Linked DNA regions of Zea mays: region 1 is linked to region 2. Evidence: chromatin contacts called from public Hi-C data. All regions are on one chromosome and are shown on one strand. Each heading gives the region's core, a stretch centred on a gene start, on an enhancer-like site or on the middle of the called end of the contact. The rest is flanking DNA. Distances are from core to core; before and after follow the strand shown. Region 1 holds the start of LOC103649953 (importin subunit alpha-1a). Region 2 holds the start of LOC100279235 (putative protein kinase superfamily protein).

What was found. Hi-C and Micro-C count contacts between places; a contact is called where the count stands out from the background.
Region 1: a contact with region 2 is called in a Hi-C map of leaf, with 8 times the contacts expected there. The contact joins the promoter of LOC103649953 here to the promoter of LOC100279235 in region 2. A contact is called at or near these places in 17 of 25 Hi-C or Micro-C datasets (bundle sheath, ear, endosperm and 6 more) and 2 of 3 datasets of contacts at active chromatin or transcription factors (leaf and seedling).

Annotation. Positions count from the first base shown.
Region 1 is chr3:35,821,903-35,826,147 of Zm-B73-REFERENCE-NAM-5.0, reverse strand. LOC103649953 (importin subunit alpha-1a) reads right to left here and starts at 1,863. Exons shown (of 11, transcript XM_008675648.4): 1 at 1,471-1,863. The coding sequence starts at 1,671.
Region 2 is chr3:35,678,975-35,683,086 of Zm-B73-REFERENCE-NAM-5.0, reverse strand. LOC100279235 (putative protein kinase superfamily protein) reads left to right here and starts at 1,599. Exons shown (of 8, transcript NM_001152256.1): 1 at 1,599-1,927; 2 at 2,950-3,429; 3 at 3,679-4,053. The coding sequence starts at 1,882.

The DNA of each region.
Region 1 (4,245 bases), core at 614-3,113, 140 kb before region 2:
CAATTTAACACATCACAAATATAGTTAGTACTAAAAGAACCTAAACTGAATAATGACCACATAAAGACCAAGAAAATAAGCTTGCCAGGAAGTCAAAGACACAAGCAACATGGCAGCATGCTACTGTGTAAATGGTGACGGTGTGATAAAAGTCTACAGACACGATAATAAGCAAAACACTAGAACAAAACCTCAAAACCAGGAAAGCACTAAAACAATTTCAGTAGCCACATAACACTAACAATGCCAGAAAAAAGAAACTCTGTTAGAATAATGTTAATCCAAGGATAAAACATATGTAGCTCTAGAATTAGAAACATAGCTCCAAGCTTCTGTTGTTAGACAAGGTTAATTTCTTTGACACTTTTGACCACATATGTAGACAACAAGATTTACTTCAAAAAAAATGAACTATGATGCTATCTCGTAGTAACAGCAAAGATACATCGGATCAGGAGGAAAAATATTTTGAAACAAGACAAAAATGCGTACATCAACAAAACAAATCAGCACAGCAATAACATGGTAAGCACTGATTCTGAAGAATTCATAAACATGACTATGCATACTCATTCCAAATATTAAAACAACATCAATCATGCAGTGTTCTAAGATCAACAAGATAATAAAACAATCAATAACAAGACCAACAAAGTTCTCCACCATCATAGCTTGCACAGTTGCACCTGATTAGGACCGCGACAGAAAAACATCCCTAGAAATCAAGAGCTATTCCTTGGTCTAGTGGATCAAGACATGCTGATACAAAGTAAAATGCAGCAAGAACATGTCATAAGGTGATAGTGCACATTCATTGACATATAGAGACTAAAAGGAATAAGAAATCTTTCCTATATCAATAATAAAAATGACCGATACTAACACTTGGCAAATCACCTATAACATGTTCTAGAAATACCATCCTTGAAAACTTAAATTTGGCCTACCTAGAACCTACGAACCATATGACTACACTTCTGTTTTCTGAATGATATAGATGATAGGTATACCTAAGAAATCACAGGCATAAATAATAAAACTTTTGGTACATCTAAATCAATATCAAACGCTCGTCAAAACACAACTAGACTGCGTGTAAAATCTAATTTCTGAAGAATTAATCTAGTCATCAACCTAATATTAATCAGAATCAGAATACTACAAGGCTAAAGGTAGATGAGAGTACAGTGGCAAGTACCAAACACTCTAAATGACAAGTAATCAAATATGCATGAAGCCTTCTGCAGGAAATACTCATAGCAATCAAATACGGGCTCGAACTGCAACTTGTATTATATGTATAAAAGGACGAGTACAACGCATTCGCATTGCTTAACAGTCGACCTGATCTACTAATTATGTACTGAACACTCGTCCAATCGCGACATAATCACAACGCTAGAATACCATCGCAACAGAAAAAGGAAAAATCAGAAATAACAGAGAGCGGAGCGAGCGGCGTATGCTCACCTTCTTCTCGACCCCCGAGGGAGGGGCAGGGACCTGGGCCTGGAGCCCCTCGCGGCGCCTCTTGAGAAGGCTCTCCTCGCGGCGGCTCTTGCGGATCTCCACCATATTGTCCTCGCGCCGCCGCCGCCCCTCCTCCGCGTCAACCGCCACCTTGTAGCGGTTCCGCCGCACCTCGACCCGCTCGCTCGGGCGCAGCGACATGGCTTACTAAGCACAGCTCAGTCTCGCTCGCTGAGACGGCGGCAGCGGGAAGGAGGCAAAACCCTAGCCGGGCGTCGTGGGAGCCGAGGGCAGCGGGAGGAGGGGAAAAGAAGAGGGGAGAAACCCTAGCTGCTAGTGGGAAAGTGGAGTTAAAGCTCACACCACGATCGAAATATTCTTTTTTTTTCTTTTTCCTTGTTGCTTTTTTCCTTTTTTTAGGCCGCTAAATTGCATTCCGAGATTTGGAGATACTGTGGCCCACCATAAATTCTACGGCCCATCTATACCATGATCCGGTCCGACCTAGGCCTTGTTCGTTTGTGTCGGATTGGTGGGTCGGAACAATTCCTGGCCGGATTGCTTCTCTAATTTATATAAACTTTGATTAGCCGGAATGATTCCGGGTGCAATCCGACGCAAACGAACAAGGCCCTATGCTTTCTCAACTTCCTTTGGAGGATTTGTTGATTTCATACTTTCATCACTGCAATATAGGTAGGGATGAAAACGGTCGGAAACAGTATTTATTCGGTAATCAGTTTTTTAGTCGTTTTTCTTTGATTGCGAATAAATAGGATATAGAATCTATAATACAAATTTGTATTCTTGTTTTTAACATTGAGCTTCTAAAGATTCATAAAAGGTAAACCTCAAATTCATATATTTTTTTAAATAATAGATATAAACTTCGGTACGGATTCGGAAATAAATTCGGTAATTTTTTCAACTTTTTGTGTTGTAGGAAGCAAATAATACATAAAATAATTTATGTAATATTTTATTCGTATTTGTACTAATGTGCTTGATAACATAAAAAAGATCAATATCAAATTTTATACATATCTATTTTAAAATATTAAATTTGTCCTAACAGTTCGAATTACCACTTTCATCCCTAAATATAGGTTATGTTTGAAAGCAATCTAATTTTTAAAAAATCAGTTTTTATTTTTTAAATAGGAGATGCTAAATTCTTGATTTTTAAGAAAATGTGAATACAATTTCTATAAACTGAGGCATAATCTGGTATGTTTGGAACCACCTCAATTTCCATAAACCAGTTTCTTTAAAACTGGATGGTTCCAAACAGTCCCATAGAGATCGAGGGAGATTATAAGGGTTTCAGAAAGATTTTAACTTCTTAAAAATTTAGACCCTTTGGATTGCCAGATTTTTTCCCGTTTCTTGTGTTTTTTCCTGTGAAAATGAACGATATGGTTCCTCTATGATTCTTGTGTTTCAAAGGCCATTAACTTCCTTAATTGACTTTATTTCCATCCATTCCCGCATTAGTCTCATCTTGTCTCTAGGAATGAAGAGAAATGTGTCTTGTATATTGAAAGGGAAATATGGTTAACCATTTCCTATAAATAGATTTTGGTGGTTGACGACCAACACAAACCATATGGACTAACTAGTTTGGCTAGATGTGATTTATCTCAGGTGCATAAGATACAACACAAACCAAGAAAGAATTTCAGTTAGGGACTCAATCAAAAATTGTAGCAAGACTAAGAGTGTGCTGATTTTTGCCGCACCGGACACTGTCCGGTGTACCAGGCCAGGCGTCCTTCGAACAAGACACTCTCGGGAAATCAGAGGCGCGCTCCGCTATAATTCACCGGACTATCCGGTGAGCCAGTGGAGCAACGGCTCCCAGCGCACCAACAGTCGTTTCGTCAAATGAACAGTGTGGCGTCAGAAGTCAGAGCGTAGAAGTCAGAGGTCACCGGACTGTCCGGTGCAGCAAAAAGACAAACGCCTCCAACGGTCAACTGCTCCGAACCCTAATGGACGTGCTGACGTGGCACGCACCGGACAGTGAACAGTGACTGTCCGGTGCGCCCATCGTCAGCAGCCTTTGCCAACTGCTAGGAAGTGGTTGGGGGCTATAAATACCCCCCAACCACCTCATTCATTGGGGTCCAAGTTTTCAGAAGTTCACATTCAATACAAGAGCTCTAGCATTCACTCCAAGACACAAATTCCAAAGATCAAACCCTCTCCAAGTCCCAAATTCATCTCAACCACTTAGTGACTTGAGAGAGAGAGTTTTTGTGTTCATTTGCGCTTTTGTCGCTTGGATTGTCTTTCTTCCTTCCTCACTTCTTTTCTAAGTGCATGTAAAACTAAACAAGAGACACCAAGTGTGTGGTGGTCCTTGCGGGGTCTTAGTGACCCGTGTGATTAAGGAAAAGGCTCACTCGGTCTCAGTGACCGTTTGAGAGAGAGGGAAAGGGTTGGAATAGACCCGGCCTTTGTGGCCTCCTCAACGGGATTAGGTTCTTGGAGCCGAATGTCGGTAAAATAAATCACTGTGTCTACTCACTTTTATTCTCGTCTGATTTATTTGCCCTCTTTCCACTCTCTAACTTTTCCTTGCTAGTATTGATTTGAGTTGGCTCCCATACGTCATCCGCATCCTTTGAGCAACTCCTAGCAAGAGAAACAATCTTTTGGACTTAAGATTAATTATAACACTAACCCCGACCTTAGTGTGTGTTTAAAGTTTGTAAATTTCAGGTTTCGCCTATTCACCCCCCCTCTAGGCAACTTTCAATTGGTATTAGAGCC
Region 2 (4,112 bases), core at 350-2,849:
GGCCGGGCTTCACTGGGCCCGAGCCGAGCCGGGCGGCCCGTTTGGCCATCTCTACTGTACACTAAGGCTCCTATTCCACTCTCCAATTCAAACTGCACTCGCTCGTTTGCCTTGCACGTCGTTATTGACGAAGATGGCCTAAGATTTTTTTTGAGGCAATTACTGTACGAAAGACCTACAATACTTTTGTATTAAAAAAATATTATGTACAAGGTTATAGGAAGAGATTAGAGAGGGGATTAAAAAAAAGATCTGTTGTAGCCATGCTCCAATTCTATTGGCTGTCTGAAGGCTTCACTCTATGGCAAATTAGGAGCATCTCTGTAACAAACACACTTTGCATTCGTTATTGGCGTGGTATGTTTTCAATTATTGGTGGTATGTTTTTAAAGATTCATCCATTTCTATTTTTCCTTATGCACCAAATCATGATTATGAGGTACCTTCGCTCGTATTTGCTGAATAGCTAAGAGATGGTTAGAACGTGCGTGGTGGAGTCACCCCAGTTAGTTGCCAGCATCTCTTTGCATACTAGCAATTTACGAAGATCTGCGGAAGGATCTCTTCTTTCTAAAGTATGCAGTTTTTCACATGTATACGAATCTAACTCCATACTTCTTCACCTGAGCAGAGACTTCGTGTTTAGCCTATTTTTTTTCAAGAACAGACAGAATAAAACCTATATTCCGGTTGACACTTTATCTTCCACAACTAAACATAAGCTGGATGGACTGTCATAGTCACAGTCATATGTTTGTGTGCTTTTTGTGAAGAATATTGTTGTGCTCCTCAATTGTGCGACCATTTGTTCCGTTGATCAGATATCTGTTGGCTTTGTAAGGCCTGCCTTAGACTTCGAGATGGCCTAATATCGATAGATTAGCTTGTCCTCAAGGTAGGCTGCTGGCCTAGCCCCGCGTGACCCATCTTTTGTTGCCTTCCACGTGAAGCCTAACTAGGATTTTATCTTTATCCTTGCCCGGTGTGCTTGCATGTGTGGAATGAAACGGCGACAGACGGAGACGGTTATTATGTGTCTGTTTGATTCAGCTTTTTTTCTGACCAGCTTTTCTGGAAATCTGGCTGTGGGGAGAATCTGAGTATCATTACGATTACACGTGTAGGAAGATAAATTTGTTCATAGGGCTCAGGATCTAGAAAGTGACAGATTCCTACTATTACAACGACTCAACCGATTATGTGTTTATGTTGATTTTGAATGGTTTTTGCCCCCAACAAATTTTATAGAAGCTGGCTCAAAAGCTGAGCGTTTGGCAGTCTGCAGCAGTTTTTGGTGGCCAGAAGCTGTAAGAAGCCGAAACAAACAGGACCTATATATACAGGCATACAGCCATCCAAAATCGTCGATCTACTAGCATGCTGTGAAATTGCCGATTCTCGCCCCGGCCGTAGACAAAACGAGCGAGCATTGACTTTTGAGGGCCCGAGAGCCCACGTCGGTCGTCTTTCAACCTCGAGTAAAACCACCACAGTGGACTGGACTGGACAGGACACACACCGATCCCTTCTGAAAAATCCCCCTCCCCTCCCCGAGGTTGCAGCGGCGAGGGAGGGGAGAGATAATAATAATCGCAGGAGGGAAAAGCAGCAGCGCAGGCGCAAAAAGCAAATCAAAGCCACACCACCACCACCACCGGCAGCTGCCGAGAGCCGCGCCCGCGCCCGAACACAAGGGAGAGCGGCCGGAGAGGAAAGCCAAATCCATCCACTCCACCCCGTACGCCGCCGCCGTCCCTGTCCCTCCCCTCTTCCCGCGCGCATGGGCCCCAAATCGCCAGCGCCGCGACGAGCGCGCCTGCCCCCGCGGCGGCGGTAGCAGCAGCAGCAGCTGCTGCTGTGTGCTTCGCGTCTTCGCCGGGGATGGCGCGGCTCGGGCGAGCGGGCTGCCGCTCCGGTCCAGCCCGAGGTGAGCACCCTCCCCCCCATCTGATCTGCGTGGGCCCTAGCCTCCTTGCTGCTCCTTGCTTCATGGAAGGCTTGGTGCGATGGGCTCGAGTAGTCTGGGCGCGTGCCACGATTGTGCTTGCCCGATTTGAGGTTCTGCCGGCGGGGAAATGACGGCTCCACGGCGGGGTCTGGGCTATGGGAGGGCGCGCTGCTCCAACTACCGTCGGGAGCTCGTTACCAACATTTGGGCGCACAGTGGGAAAGCTCGCCTGTAGATTCGAGTCCGTTTGGGGGTAGTGGGAGCGGCGGATTCGAGTTCACATGTAGTCTTCCAGGCGCCAGCAGCCATGGAACAATCAATACGGTAGAGATTGTGCAGCCTATGCTTAACAGTGAGGAGGATGTAATGGACACTGCAGCAGATACTAGGCAGTTTCATATTCGTAGTCTCTGTGGCCTCCTTGCTTGTGGGGGGAAAAAGTAATCTTTTTTGTCCGACTCCGATGCTTATGTTTTATTCAAACGCACTCGTGTGTAAAATCGATGGGTGCGAGAGTGGACAAATCTGAATGAGGTGAAACAATACCTTGGATAATGAATCGGGAAATGGCATAGCTATCCTGTTTAAATTAACAATGCCAAGCCTTGGCAAAGAACATCTGATCTGCTGAACATGTATCATGGTATGATTCAAATGATCGAGAAGGTCGGATACTAATGTGTCAGTTAATAATGTTTGGCACAAGGGAGTGGAGGTATTTTGTAATTCAGATGGAACACAAGTGTGTGTTTATGTGCATATGGACATTTCTTTCTCTGCCTACAATTGTATCATTCAAGGGCATACGTAAAGGGCAGATATGGTACGACCTTTTTATCTTACCACCTTAGAAGGGCTCCATAACATTTGTATGTTGTTTTTAGGGAGCCAATGAGCCATGGGCCACCAGAATCTTTTGTCTACGCTTTATGCCCATTCCACACAATGTACTTTCTTGCTTAAAATAATTCTCACTGGATGGTGTACAGCTTTTTTTTCAGGAATTCCTGAAGACACATTGAGAAATTTTATGTCCAATGTCTTGCCTGCTGTATTGATCCTGGAGTTTCTCAGTGGGACCAATTTGATTGTTCAAACGTTTGCTCTAGAAGTAGTCGCCCCTGCCATGCCTCCATTCCAAGGTTGGGGACCATTTCATTCTTTGGCATCCCAAACTAAAGTCCTTGTGAGTGTTTCTGCACAACCAGATGATGGCCTCCAAAGACAAAAGAAGCTATATTCATCAGCAGTTGCCATGTCATCCACACATCCTCCTATTTCAGCACCTAGCTATCGTTACATGCCTGGTGCTTTAGATCTTGCCATTTATTCCTCAGATCTATCACGTCCTCCAGTGCAGCATACCAGACACTTAGCAACAGCTGCTCCTGCTCACGTAGATGCTGACCCTCCGGATGCAGCTTCAAATTCTAGCGCAGCTCCTTTGGGATTAGTGCAGCCTCCAGTGTCTCCTCACAGTGGTAAGTCTATTTGCCAGAGCCTTGAAGTATTCTGATTGTAAATGAGCTCTCACACAGCTTAAAATTACATAATCCTGTTGAGGGGTTGGTCATTTGTCTATTCTAGAAGAGCATCATTTATACATTTCGTTCTGATCTATTTGTTCCATTTTTTATGCGACGGATATCATTTACTCCAATAGTATCTGTTCTATGTTATAGATTTGCTTTATTCTCTTAACCATATTGTGATTTATGTTTGTTTGTTAGGTTGTTGTGCACCGAACATGGTACAAAAACGAGGGACCCGGGACTGCCATTGTGTTTATCCAGTGAGAATTGAGCTCTTCCTTCGTAATGTTTCCTTGACTTCAAACTGGAGCAACAAATTTCTTCAAGAACTTGCTTCTCAGCTCAACCTGCGCGTTAATCAGTTTGAGATTGTAAATTTTTATGTTGTTGGAGCTTCTGGGCTAAATATCACAATGGATATAGCTCCCTACACTGGAATTAGCTTTGCTGCTGATCAAGTCAAGGCAATGAATTATTCACTTACTCTGCATACAGTTCGGATTGATCCTGTGTTGGTCGGGGACTATAATCTTCTTAATTTAACTTGGTTCAGGTCATTGGCTCCAGCTCCAGGTAATAGCTTTCAATCTTGTACTTGTTCTGTTTGTCATAATGAGAGTAGTTTTGTTACT